Regions from separate parts of the Mus musculus genome. Here all the other regions are linked to region 1. A link is a contact called in public HiChIP or PLAC-seq data. All regions are on one chromosome and are shown on one strand. Each heading gives the region's core, a stretch centred on a gene start, on an enhancer-like site or on the middle of the called end of the contact. The rest is flanking DNA. Distances are from core to core; before and after follow the strand shown.

What was found. HiChIP or PLAC-seq counts read pairs in DNA pulled down with a chosen protein or histone mark.
Region 2: an H3K27ac HiChIP or PLAC-seq map of embryonic stem cells shows a contact between it and region 1, with 47 read pairs. The contact joins two enhancer-like sites. A contact is called at or near these places in 13 of 484 Hi-C or Micro-C datasets (the AML12 cell line, Sertoli cells, cortical neurons and 2 more), 12 of 115 datasets of contacts at active chromatin or transcription factors (cardiomyocytes, craniofacial prominence, embryonic stem cells and 4 more) and 1 of 9 other capture datasets (adipose tissue).
Region 3: an H3K27ac HiChIP or PLAC-seq map of embryonic stem cells shows a contact between it and region 1, with 17 read pairs. The contact joins two enhancer-like sites. A contact is called at or near these places in 10 of 484 Hi-C or Micro-C datasets (embryonic stem cells, nephron progenitors and uterus), 10 of 115 datasets of contacts at active chromatin or transcription factors (embryonic stem cells, epiblast stem cells, pancreatic cancer cells and 1 more) and 1 of 9 other capture datasets (embryonic stem cells).

The regions. Positions count from the first base shown.
Region 1 is chr2:20,667,222-20,671,766 of GRCm38.p6, forward strand. All of the region lies in intron 4 of Etl4 (enhancer trap locus 4), which reads left to right. Among named protein-coding and RNA genes, the nearest start is that of Arhgap21, 300 kb to the right of the region's middle. Within about 2 kb of position 2,585, at least 16 of the 459 cell types and tissues checked have an H3K27ac peak or open chromatin away from gene starts, as enhancers often do. A contact at or near this core is called in embryonic stem cells and trophoblast stem cells, where this site is marked.
Region 2 is chr2:20,545,135-20,549,679 of GRCm38.p6, forward strand. All of the region lies in intron 3 of Etl4 (enhancer trap locus 4), which reads left to right. Among named protein-coding and RNA genes, the nearest start is that of Gm17171, 210 kb to the left of the region's middle. Within about 2 kb of position 2,732, at least 109 of the 459 cell types and tissues checked have an H3K27ac peak or open chromatin away from gene starts, as enhancers often do. A contact at or near this core is called in embryonic stem cells and trophoblast stem cells, where this site is marked.
Region 3 is chr2:20,592,402-20,596,946 of GRCm38.p6, forward strand. The region is part of intron 3 of Etl4 (enhancer trap locus 4); the gene reads left to right. Among named protein-coding and RNA genes, the nearest start is that of Gm17171, 260 kb to the left of the region's middle. Within about 2 kb of position 2,765, at least 8 of the 459 cell types and tissues checked have an H3K27ac peak or open chromatin away from gene starts, as enhancers often do. A contact at or near this core is called in embryonic stem cells, where this site is marked.

The sequences.
Region 1 (4,545 bases), core at 1,335-3,834:
CTGCTGCTAGAGCGTACTGTTGGTTTTATGCATGCTCTTAGATCAGACAGGCAGTGAGGAGAAGTCACCATTGTACATAATAGAAAGTATTTTCTCTGCCCCAAAGATGTTCTGTAGTCTGCCCATTTAACCTTCATTCCTCACCAACTCCTGACCACAAGTGAGCTTTCCTTTCACTGTTGTTAGAGTTTGATTTTTCTAGGACATCCTACATTAAGAATGAGACAACTGGGGTTGGTGAGATGGCTCAGTGGGCAAGAGCACCCGACTGCTCTTCCGAAGGTCCGAAGTTCAAATCCCAGCAACCGCATGGTGGCTCACAACCACCTGTAATGAGATCTGACGCCCTCTTCTGGTGTATCTGAAGCTACAGTGTACTTACAAGTAATAAATAAATAAATAAATAAGTCTTTAAAAAAAAAAAAAAGAATGAGACAACTTAGCTGGGCAGTGATGGCGCACGCCTTTAATCTCAGCACTCGGGAGGAAGAGACAGGCGGATTTCTGAGTTCGAGGCCAACCTGGTCTACAGAATGAGTTTCAGGACAGCTGGGACTACACAGAGAAATCCTGTCTCAAAAAACAAAAAAATAAATAAAAAGAGACACTTTGGCCCTTTCAGATTAATAGTGGAGTAATACACATTTAACTTTCTTCCATGTCTTTTTGCTACTGGTAGTTAATTTCCCTTTAGCACTAAATAATATCCCATCATCTAGATCAGTCAGTTTATCCATATTCACCCTCTGTGATGGTTTGAATATGCTTGGCCCAGGGATTGGCTCTATTAGGAGGTGTGGCTTTACTGGAGTAGGTGTGTCACTGTGGGCATCGACTTTAAGACCTTCATCCTAGCTGCCTGAAATCGAGTCTTCTCCAAGCTGCCTTCAGAACAAGAGGTGGAACTCAGCTCCTCCTGCACCATGCCTGTCTGGATGCTGCCATGCTCCCACCTTGATGATAATGGATTGAACCTGTAAACCAGCCCCAATTAAACGTTGTATTTTGTAAGAGATGCCTTGGTTGTGATGTCTGTATACAGCAGTAAGATCCAAACTAAGACACCCTCTGATAAACATCTTTGTTGATTTCAAGTTTGGATAGTTATAAATAGAATAAAGCTGCTGATGAAAAAGTATAATGTAAAAGCAAAGTTCTAGGCCTTTAGGCCCAGGCTTGAGAATGTGACCTTTGTGACTCAATGTTCCAAGGTATGCTAATCATAAAACAGATTGCTACATTCCTTCACCCACCCGCTTCCTGGGTTCAAGGAGTGTTCATTCAAAGAAAGTCACCCTGACCCACCCTGACCTTTGCTGGAACCCTCTATGCAAATGTGCTATTGTTAGGGGCTCTTAGAAACTGCCTTGAGAAATAACCCGCACAATTACCAGGTATTCCTTGTGACTCTTGTGACTTTGCACTTCCTTGTGACTCTTAACTGGTATTTTTGGTATTTTCCAACAACACCCTCCCCACCTCCTTGAGTTGTGGTTTCTTTCTTTAATACCCCCTTACCGAGCTACTTGGGGTGCCATGGTCCTCTACCCCTGCGTGGTGTATGACGGTGGGTCCGAGAGTGCTCTTGAAATAAAAGTCCTCTTGCAGTTTGCGGCGAGACCATTTCTCGTGAGTGATTTGGGGTGTTGCCCCTCCTGAGTCAGAACGTGGGGGAGTCCTCACGTTGTGGGTCTTTCATTGAGAACATCTGTGTGTAGGCTTCTTTGAATAAATTCCAGATAGCAGGATTATAGATCATATGAGGAGGTTTTTTAATTCGGCTTCATTGTAGATCCCTTTAAGGGTAACTCTTATAGGGTTTATTTTTATGTCTGTATGTACACACACTTGCACCTGAATGCAGATGCCTGCAGAGGCCAGAAGAGTGTCAGATTCCTGGGGCTGAAGCTGTAGATCATTGTGAGTCACCCAGTATGGCTACTGAGAACCACGTCCAAGCCCTCTGCAAGAGCAGGTGTAAGACCCGAAGAGCCTTACATCCAGGATGTCCCACTCACAGAAACACAGAGATGGAGATCGATACAACAAGCTAGAGGTTTATTGATCCAGTGCGCTGGGACTGTCCTGCAACCAGGAATCTCCTAAGCACACACTTTTTATACAGTTTAAGGGTAGACTTAGGTAACAACTTGAGTTGGTTTAAGCCCATTGTTGGCCTATGCTGACCTTTTCATTCCCCCCTTTAGAAATGGTAATTAGCCTCTCCCTTCCGGAGGGGCAATTGTTTCAAGACCTTCCCAAAGTTCCTAAGCAGCATTGATGGCCCCAGGTGAGGTGAAGTCTTAGTCACCAGAAGAGGGAACTAAAACCTTTTTGGTTGTTACCTGCATCTGCCTCTGTAGGTCGGGGCTTCCTTGTAAAGCTTGTTTTGCTGCTTCATTCCGGAAAGGGAGTGTTCAGCACAACCTTTTAGCGGAAGATCCCCAGTGTGCAATTCTAGCAAGGTATTTCAGTGGTCATCTTATGTTCTCTAAGGTCACACACAGGATGCTCCCTTAACTGCTGTGCCATCTCTTCAGCTCCCAGCATGGGCTTTTGCATTAACTCTTGATTTTCAAAAACATGAGATCGAGGCAATGTTGTGGCTGCTAAGGTATTTGTAGAGGCCTTGAGCTCTGCACTAGAGGCTGCTGTGTACCTGTAGCTCCTTGATTTTACAGCACTGCCTCTTCAGATGTTACCCAGGGATGTGAGATGCCATTGCTGTCTGACCCTGGCCACAGAGCCTGGTCCTGGTTACCTTTTTGTAGCTGTGACAAAAAATCATGAACAAAAGCAATTCGTGTAAGGAAGAGTTTATTTTGGCTTGTGGTTCCAGAGGGAGAATCCATAACACCAGAGAGACATGACAGCAGCTGGCCAGAGCAGGAAACTGAGAGATCACATCTCAGTGGCGCACAAGGAGCAGTGTAAACCAGAAATGCAGTGAGACTATAAACTTTCAGATTCCACCCCCAGTGATGTGGACTGGAGGCTCCCTGTCACAGTCCTAAATGATCCATAACCTCCAGAAACAGCTGGAGACCACCTTTCAAATACAGGAGCCCCTGGGTGTTGGGAATGGGCAACACTTTTATGCACACTTCAACAGGCTGAGTGGGGAAACCTATTCTGCATTATACTTCTATATGGAGCATACTTTGTCTTTGTAGTTCTCAGGATGTGCTGTGTGGAGGCTTGGCACCCTGATGGTGGACTCTGAAGTGGACAGACCTCAAACTCCCTCCGCCTTTACACATTTGCCCAGAGATAAACCTGCTGTGTTTATAATTATTCTATGTGAATAATTCTATGTTGCTTCTGAGTATTTCGACAGTGAGAGAGATGTTGAGGGGCTAAGCATGATTTATTCTCCAAGGGACTCTTAGGACATGTATTTGGAGAGGAATTAAAAGCAGTAGGGCATACATAAATGCATGTATGTATGTATATTCGTTGTGTCTGTTCACATAGCCATAAATATAAGCGGTTCTCTGTATTCGCTAGTTCTGAATCCTTTGATATAACCAGCTACAGGCCAGAATTATTACAGGACTGTGGATAATGCTCAGTAGTACAATTCTTGTCCAGCATGTCCAAGACCCTGCCTGGCCCTAACATAAAAGTCTTTGAAAAAAAATAAGTTGAATCTGTGCCACATATGCACAGACTTTCTTTTCCTTGTCACTGTTCCTTAACATATAATAATTACTTAAGTAGATTTTCAGGTTGTGTTAGGTGTTTGGAGGTCAGGGGATTCCACCAGTTTCTACTCAAGGCATTCAAGCACCTCCATCACTAGACTGTGGTGTCTCATGAGATCTTGCCTCTAGTCCACTGTGGATGCTGAGAGACCACTCCTGGCATGAAAGGTATGAACTTATCATTTAAGAGAGCCAGTCCCGAGCTGGGCGTGGTGGCGCAAGCCTTTAATCCCAGCACTTGGGAGGCAGAGGCAGGCGGATTTCTGAGTTCGAGGCCAGCCTGGTCTACAAAGTGAGTTCCAGGACAGCCAGGGCTACACAGAGAAACCCTGTCTTGAAAAAAAAAAAAAAAGAGAGAGAGAGAGAGAGAGAGAGAGCCAGTCCCAGTCAGATGATAGCCAAACAAGGCTACCTCATGCCTAGGGCTGGCCAAACAGCAGCACCAAGAAAGAAATGTACTCAGCCAGGTTCCGATGCCCTCAGCTTTCCTTCAGACTTGCCTTCCGTCAGGTGCTCCAGCCATCTAAGTAAACACTCACTCGCTGAAGTTCTCAACAGAACTTTGTGACATTTCTCCTTCACCCTCTTTTCAGAGGTTAGAAAGGATTAAAAGAAAGCTAGTTCCCTCCCACAAATGTGAAAAACACTGTCCCGTAGAGTTTGGTTTTTTTAAATAATTTCCATGAAAAATCACCCCACTGATATTAGGTCTGCCGTTTAATGACGGAGTGGTGTCCATTTAATCATGGTGCCTGTCTGGAATGCAGCATCGAGAAAGTAGGGTTGGTGTCTGGCTGCTCCTTAGTTGGCCTTTGGGGAAGGAGTAGCCACAAGATGTCCC
Region 2 (4,545 bases), core at 1,482-3,981, 120 kb before region 1:
TAACTGACAGTTTCTAACTCACCTCTTTTACCATATGCATGTGTTCTTTCATCTTTCAGGGGCTTTATTGCTGAGTGAGTACTTCACTACTTCTGTTACAACATAGATTTGTTGAAACAGATTCGAGTGTTATTTGCTCTCTTGAGTCAATTATAGATGCAAGAGATGTCGATAAATTAAAATCAAGCCAGATTATTACATTAGTTATTTTTCTTCCCATTACCCCTGAATACCTGGTATAAGAACCCACTTAAGGGAGGAAAGATTTGTTTTGGTTCATGGTTTGAAGCACTGTCCACAGTGCTGGGGAAGATATGCATGCTGGAGCAGCTATGGTGGTAGACCAAGGAAGGAAGAGGAGAAAGAACATTGAGGGAAGCTGAAGTACTCCGCCCCAGACCCCATCAATTACTAACTTCCCCTACCAACTCCCTGTCTCCTGAAGATGCCAAGGCCTCTCAAAACAGCACCAACCACTGGAGAGTAACTGTTCAAACAAACAAGCCTGTAGGACATTTTACATACAAACTATTACATTGTTTTAAATGCCTGAACTTAGTTACTAGTTTAGTAAGATCATGATACTATTCTTTAAGAAGTGTTGGCAGCTCTGCATTGCCCTCATTTGGGGACTGTAAGAGAAGTCCTTACTGGCTGGCCAACCTTGAATCAAATCTTGGCATCCGTGCCAACCTTCATGTGTTGTCCTTATGGCTAAGATTGCTGGAGCATGAAACTAGCCCACACTAAATCAGCCAACGTTCCCACATCCCATAATGATGTCATCCCCAGCATTTACCTCTGCTTGCCTGCCTATGAATGGGTTAATCCTGGCTTCTGCCTCCAACTTATTTTTGTAATTATCCTCATGTGCCTTTCAGATGCTGATTTTTTTTTTTAATCTCTTTTCCAAGCTTGACTTGAGTAAGCAAAAGCTGAGATACTGTCATTTCCTAAATAAGCTAAAGGGAAGATTTGGCCCATTATAACCACTCTGCCTGCTGAATCTATGTTCACGGGCTCCTCTCTAATGGAACGTCGAGGAATAACTATAATTGAATAGTGCTTCCACTCCATCTGCAGATTCCACCAAATCAAACCCAGATTTGGTTCTATCTTGTTTTTGTTTGTCTCGCATTGTGTTTGTGCCCCCATTGGGTGAAGCATAAGCTTGGGCTTCATCTGGATATATTTGCAACTCACAGAGGCAGTAATTGAGTCTCTGAATCTCCTTACCTACCCCGAGGGTTCCAACTCTGAGCTGTTGCATTAAACCCCACTAGTTCTTGGTTCCCTTCAAAGGTAATGTCCCATCTGTTGACTGTGAACTGGGGCAATGTAGAACTCAGATCTGTCAGGGCTATTCACTGATCCAAAGACCTTCCCTTTCCTTTACAGAAAGAGCCACTTCCGAGTTTTTGAAGCCAGTGCTTTGCTTTCTGCAGAGGACAATGTGAGCTTGGCATAGTGTAAAGGTTAACACTTGCTCTCTGGCCTCTGAGGGCAGGTGCTGCTGAGCCTTGTGCAGCTTGCTGCAGGGTGCTGGGGAATGAGAGCTGCTGGATCCTGCAGCAAGGCAGCATCCGGCTGTCTCCGGCACCGTGGTATTGTGTCTGATCCCATTCAGTCTCGCTGAAGTCCTTTATGCTGTGGCGCCTGACAGCCAATTGATAATGGTCTGTAAACTCTGGTGGATTTGGAGCAGGTCCATGCAAACGTTTCAGTGGCAGGCATCAGCAGTTTTAAACCCGTGTCTGTGCCACATTTGGAAGTGGAAAGAAGGAGTAATTAGCTCAGCATCATAACCAGGAAGTTTTCGGGACAAGTAGGGATTTTATTTTTTAAAGAATGTAATAGTAGAGCTGGAGAGATGGCTTAATGGTTCAGAATGCTTGCTGATGCTGCCTAGGACCCAAGATCCCTTCCCAGCACCCACATGATGGCTCATAGCTATCTGTATCTCCTGTCCCAGAGGCTGTGATGCTGCCTTCTGGGCTGCAGGCAGTGGGGCACACATGGTACACATATAAACAGGCAAACAAGCGAAGCACCCATCCACAAAACTAAAAGCAATTTAAAATCTTTAAAAAACAATCTGAGATAGTGAAAATTGCATACGTGTTTGTCCAGCTACTTGTATAAGCTTGGGAGACATGCACATGCTTGCTAGGAAAGGGTTAAAAATGTCTGTACCTCCTCCCACCTCTACAGCCACAGGCCACAGGCAAATGTACACAGCTGCACCCGCACACACAGACACACACTCAGGTAAGGAACCTGTTTTGCAGGTTTTCCTGGTTAAAAGTAGGTAGGGGGTTGGTGGCGGGGAAGAGCAGGAAAACCTTACAAGTGCAGACTGAAGATTTTTCAAAGTAACTTTACCCGGTAGAGAGAGGCACACTTGTGCCACTGTGAGGTTTTTTTTTTTTTCTTCCTCTTGCACTGATTAAGTGCATTGTTAGACAGGGAGGGGCAGATTAGCGAATGCCTATAATTTTGATCATTGTTTTCTGCAAAACAGCTCAGGCTTTGAAAACGAAGCCACCGTTTTTTTGGTTCCCTTGCTGCCAACAGCACAAATTACACCGCGCAAAGATCCCGAGCCCGGCTGAAAGGTTTCATTAATGAACAATTTCAGATGATTGTTTCAGTCTTTACTTGACAGGTAACGTTGGCATGTAGGCAGGTGGTGTTAAGGTTTCCATGGAGATTTATGATGTCATGCTTGAAAGAGCATGTCAAGACAGCCAGTTTAACAAGTAGTTACTCAAAAAGTCCTATAGGCTACAAATAGGCTTTATGCAAATGAGGAGAGTTTCACTGGGAAAAACTGCAAAAGAAAACAGCCGAGGCATGGAGGGGGGTTTACCTGACAGCTCGGAGGACGGATGAGTCCGAAGACCATTAGATTTGTAAAGTTTCAGAAGATGAACTAGGATTTCTTCTTTCGCCTCTGCCTCACCTGTGGAGTGCTTGGTACAGGTAAATGCATGTGCTTTTTTTTTCCTGTTTTTTTTTTTTTTTTTTTAATTTCCAGTTATTGCCAAAAGGTTATTTGGAAACCCTGTGGTCTGTTGTGAGCATTGTTCACTTGGCAGGAAGAATGGAGTCTATAAGCATAGCTTTTTCACACGGAGTGTTCCAGCTTTGGGGCTATCTTAAGGGCTTTTTTTTTTTTTTTTTTGGTTGTTGTTGTTGAATGAACTGAGATTTTTGAATAGAGCTGAAAAACAAGTAATGTATTACGTATTATGCTGATTGTGCCCATGGAGAATGCTGCAGGGACAGACGACACAGAGAGGGACTCACAGGATGACTGAGCATCAAGATACTGTATACATTTGTTGACTGTTCCCAGATGCTGCGCGCATGTGTGTGTGTGTGTGTGTGTGTGTGTGTGCACGCGTGTGTGTGTGTGCATGCACACGCATCTGAAGGTAAGACTCTGGTAATTCTGGATTTTCATTTTGTAAAATATGAAAACTAAAATCTTTGGAATATCTAGGAAATAACCTGGGACTCAGATTTATAAACAGGGCCCTTCTGTTTTCAAATGTGCTTGCATGTTTTGTTTTTTTGTTTTCCTTCATAAAAATGTTCGCTAAGGGGGAGGGTATAGGGGACTTTCGGGATAGCATTTGAAATGTAAATGAAGAAAATACCTAATAAAAAATTGGGGAAAAATGTTCTCTAAGACTGGAAAAAAATTAACTGTGCTGGAGTTATTAGTTTGGGAACTTTTAAGAAACTAGCTGTAAATAGCAGGATGGATGAAAGAAAGAGGAGGGAAAAGTTAATAGTTAGAAAGCTCGCTTCCAGACAGAAGCCTGGTCACCTGGTAGTGGAGGCAGGTGGATGGCCCTGTAGCCTTGATGGGTACAGACCCCTCAATTGGCAGCAGAGGAGACATCTCCTGCTGTTAACTGTTCTATGAGCAGTTAAGCTCCCCCTCTTCAAAAGAACATGGAGAAAATTCATTTGTTTCTTTCCAATAATACAAGGATTAAAGTCTGAGCTCAAGGTACCTGGAACAGGGAAACTAGGGACTTTTAAGACAAAACCTGCTTTGAAACTGTTTTGAATATGTAAGCACGGAATCAGAACTGCTGCTTTCGGAGGACTTGGATTAGCATTGGGATTAGCATTCAGTTCAATTGTTACCAGTTAGATCTGAAGGTGACAAAGGAGACGGAAGTCCTGTTTTCCTCACTGGCTGTGTGACTCGGGGAAAGTAAATTCATACCCTTGAGCCTCAGTTTTCACCTCCATACACTGAGGGTGACCAGTCATGGTGTCATCGCTCAACTCTAAATGTTGAGGCCTCTTGTATTATGGGTTGTTTTTGCTTAGAATGCATGAGGCAATTCTGTATTACAAAGCGCTGCTTTTTCCCCTCTTCTTTTCTATCCTCTTCATGTTTTTACAACAGCCAAGTAAAGACTTGTAGAGTCTGTGTCTTGCATTTTGTAGATGAGTGATCTATGAGTCAGAAAAGTAGAGTATATTATTACACGTTTGCAGATTCAGTATTGTTTCTCATGTTAA
Region 3 (4,545 bases), core at 1,515-4,014, 75 kb before region 1:
TCTCAAAGCCTCATTATCATGCTCGGGCCAGGCAGTGTCTTTGCAAAAAACTTTACTGCATATGTACACATTGGTTGTTTGTCCAAACTTATGTGTGGTGGCCAGCAGTAGTCAGTGCCACTCTGCAACGGCACATGTGGCTTCCCACAATGGTTGTTTGACTCCTTGTGCTTGGGTAAAACAGGTGTTCATGGCATAGGAATTTCTGTACCTCACGGTGGACAGGAAAGCAAGCAAGGCAGGAAAGTAAGTGTTCCTTTCAACCCAGAAAAGCCCTTCACTAATGACCTGCTTCCTCTAGCTGGATCTACATTCTAAAGTTTCCAGACCCTTCCCAAATAGCACCATCACTTAGGACCAAGTGTTCAACACATGTACCTCTGAGAAGGATGTCTTTCTACCTAAACCATCAGGAGAAGCAGCTGGAAGATTTTAAATAGGAAAGCATGATAAATTTGCATTTTACACAATTCCAGGGAGAAGGTATAAGTTCTGGATTATTGCAAACTTCAGTAAGATATTACTTCTCAAGTGTGGAGTGGAAATCAACTAATACTAACTCTTCAAGGTCAGATTCAGCAACAGAAAGTCATGCAGGCAGCCTTGGGAAGAGCCTGCTAAGTGGAGGGCCGGGGCAGAGTGGCAGAGACTGATTAGCAAGTGTAGAAGGCAAGAAAGAACCTAGATCCTCTTTCTGGAAGCTTCACTGTGAAAGGAAGGAGTTAATTTCGGAAGATTTGAAGACCCTGGGGCATGGAGAGAGTTGGTGGTGGATCTGCTGTCAGGACAAGATGAGGTGGGATGGAAGAATCTTTTCTGCTGTCAGTGATAGAAGCCTGGGGTAAGGATGCTTATGGAGGGGAGCAAACTGGAGAAACATTTACTGCTTGCCCTTGCATTTTCCAATAAGGAGCTTCCACTAGGAGTGACAGAAGAGGCAAGTAATGAGCCAGCCTGCAAGAAAATAGAAGAGGTTTCTGGGAGTATGTGGGAGAAGTGAAAGGATGACACCTGGCTCCTATGTGCACCCAATTTATAGGAGGGGCCTCGAGCATCGAAAATGTTGTGTAGCAAAGCACTGGTCCTCGTCGGCACAGAGCTCAAAGAGGTGGATCCCAGGTTGACAAGGAATCTGTGTAGTGAGTGGAGCAGGAGAGTCAAGTGAGAAGAGTTGAGAGCTTTGAGTAGTTTGGAGACAACAGATAACAGATAGATGTGTAACCTCAAAGAGAGCAAAAGAAGACTTGATAAGCCAAGATAACATAGTAGGAAATCTCCGATACTGCACAGCAGGTCGAAGGCTCCCAGAGACTGAGTGAGGATAGGCAAGAGTCTTGGAGTCAGAGGCCTGAAACTATCTCAAGGGCACTGAGTCCTTCAGAAAGTCGAGGAAATCCAAAGCCAACAGTGAACAATGGGTCATTGTCAGAACAGGAGTAAGGATTAGGGTATAAGAATGTGCTTCTCGAAGGACAAAGCTCCTTATCTATAGTCACACAATAACAGTAACTCTGTAAATCTGATTTTAATCACAATTTTTTTCAGCAGAGTTTAGGATTTTAGTATATTGTCCCTAGAAACATTGCCTGTTACCCACCTCCAGATGAGGCTCTTACAGGTCCTAAAACAAGAACTTTCCTCACTCCTTTTCTTTGCTAAGTATCTCCCTCCCACAGTAATCCAACATTCAATAAAAGAGCTTTATCAATGTCTAATATGAACAAATCACTCTGAAGGCTTTTCAGTTGGACGTCATTAAGATAAATCTAGCAGGGCTGGCCAATTATCCTCTTGTTTCAGAAGAAGTTTTCCATCTGTCTCCTGAAGTTGGGTTGTTCTAGCTGAGGTAACTGTAATTTGGATCTTGGATGGCTTCCAAAGGCCATGAGTTGGAGACCTGGTCTCCAGTCTGTAACTGCTCTTGGGAGGGAATAGACCCTCCAAGAGGCTGGGCCAGGAAGAAGGATGTTAGTACAATTATCTGCATGATAATGGACCTTCCTATTCTTTCTTCCTGGCCACCATTCATTCACTGCTCACAAACTCTACTAACCCTTAGGCAGTGTGGTCAGTGACCGTGGACTAAGGTCTCTAAAACTGTGAGTGAAATATACTAATTTATTCCCAAAACTTTATTTCAGTAATAAAAATCTAACCTATAGTATATGAATCATTCTTCGTTGTTGACTACAATATTTTGTGGAAGGCCACCTTGCAGAGAGAAGCAGGTCCTTTTCCTCCTCTATAACATCCCAATGGGACATTCCTACCTTCTTTTCCTTAGACAGTAGGTAGCAGCCATTTGTCATGCTACTCCAACTTCTAACTTAAAGCAGCCTGTGGTGAACGATAAGTTATTTTTCTGAAATGAGCAAATTCAAACCAGATTAGTTAATATTAAAGGCAGGTTTACTAGGAAGCTTGCTCTTCAGTGAGTTCACTAGCCCCAAGAATTGAGACCAGGGGAGTTGCCATGGGGTGGGGTGGGGGAGAGGAGAAAGAGAGAAAGGGCATGCAAAGAGGGGGAGAGAGAGAGAGAGAGAGAGAGAGAGAGAGAGAGAGAGAGAGAGAGAGAGAGAGAAAGAGAAAGAGGAAAAGGGGGGAAGAAGGAAGAAAGGGAGGGTGGGAGAGAGGGAGGAAGAGAGCAAAATGTCTGGATTATGTATCGAGGAGTCTCTTGAAAAAGGACAGCCCAGCCCTGAGGCTGGGACGTGCAAGTTTGGAGGCAGGTTATTCCAAGTAGGGACTGAGGGATGCTGGGAGAAGATGGAGGTCAGGTCTGCTTTGATATGCAAAATATGCACTCAGTGCCTTGTCCTTGGGTCTGACACCAAACTGGGGACCATTACCTATAGTATTGTACTTAGAGGTTTACATCAGAACTGGTTTTGATCAGACTCCCCTGTTAGTATATCCCACCACAGTGTTCAACAATGAGCCCATTTCATTTTGCTTTTGAACCCCATATAGGAACGGAGGGGGATTTCCACTGGATGTGTTTCTCTTGGACACTTTATAAATTTGCTTATTATTTAAGTAAAAGGGATTTTTTTTAAATCTATTGTTTGAAGTGGACACTTTCTAGCATGTAGAGAAAGTCTAGACCCTTAAATAAAGTGAAATACCACAGGTGGGCTTTTGTTTAGTGATTCAAAGTTTAGTGAGACCATGAGTTCCCTAGCTTTTTGAGCAAAGATGCTTGAAAAAGGGTCTCGGGTTTTCTAACCAGCAAAGGCTTGCCATATCATTACAGGAAACATAGTTAAGTCACTAAAATGTAGTCTAGATGGTATAAGATTCATCTAAATTATTATAATGGAATGAGAAATAATGTTGATCTCATTGGAATGGGAGTTAAATTGTCTTTACCATTTGCTGAGGAAGTTGTTCAGCTGGTCAAAAACTTTTAAAAGATGCCAGTGACCTGAGACTTAGACTCCCCTCCCCCACCCCCATTATTTTCTTCTCTTCTCACACTCTACTCACCTGGTACTGTTGTGTCCGGCCAGCAGACCACAACCTGGGTTCTAGCCTGGAAAGGCATTTTGGAAACCTGGAAGAGAAGAGGGGCTAGGTGGCGAGAGAAAGGAATGTAGCCAAGACAGTTACGCTGATCAAGGCTCAAATTTTATTGTTGCGACACTAGTTATGAAGGAAGGGGGAGGGGACCCGATTCCCGCCGAATAATCTCAGGTCCAGTAGAAAGGTGCACGTGTGTGGCTCCTCAGGTTCCAGCAGTGGGCGTGGCAGAACGAATGAGCAGGAAGCTCCACCCCTGAGCAAGCAGGTTTCAGGCTGGGGGAGGAGAGACTACATGGTACCCTAGTCTCTGGTCACTTAAGCCTTCCTGAAGACAAGCATGGTTCTAGATCTAAAGAAACCCTACTCACTCACTCACTCACTCACTCACTCACTCACTCACATCTAAAGAAACCCTAGTCACTCACTCACTCACTCACTCACTCACTCAATAAATAACTAAAGTTGAGTTCATATAGCTATAACAGGGTAGGGAGAAGAGTAGGGATGAAGTGGGCATGCTGACACCCACCTACAGTTAAATGTCCCCTCATACCGTTTTAAAAGCCTGTTGCAAGAGTGGGAGGTAGACCTGGGAGGCCTTAGCATGAAGAGTAGGAGGTTAATATGACCAAAATATATTGTATGAATTATGAAATTCTCAAAGAATTAATAAAAATGAAATCAGGGTTCAACCTTCATTATTTTCCTCCCTAAAGTTTTTGGTTATTTAATACATTGTCTGCTGAGCGCGTGTCCCGGAACTTCATGAGCAGGAGGGAGGTCCCCTTCCTCTTTTGAAGGATGCCTGTTTGGTTTGCTGACATAAATGGCAACAGGTGTGTTAACAGGCAAAACACAAGGTAATGGGTCCATGAGCATGAAAGTCTTTCAAAAACACATAACTCAAATATCCCCTTGGTAGGGAAGTGAGAAATGGAGATGTGTTGTGGGTGATTTCAAAAGTTAATAAAGGATATTTTTAGAAAATTGAATGAGCCTCCAAAGAATAGATAGACAATAGTG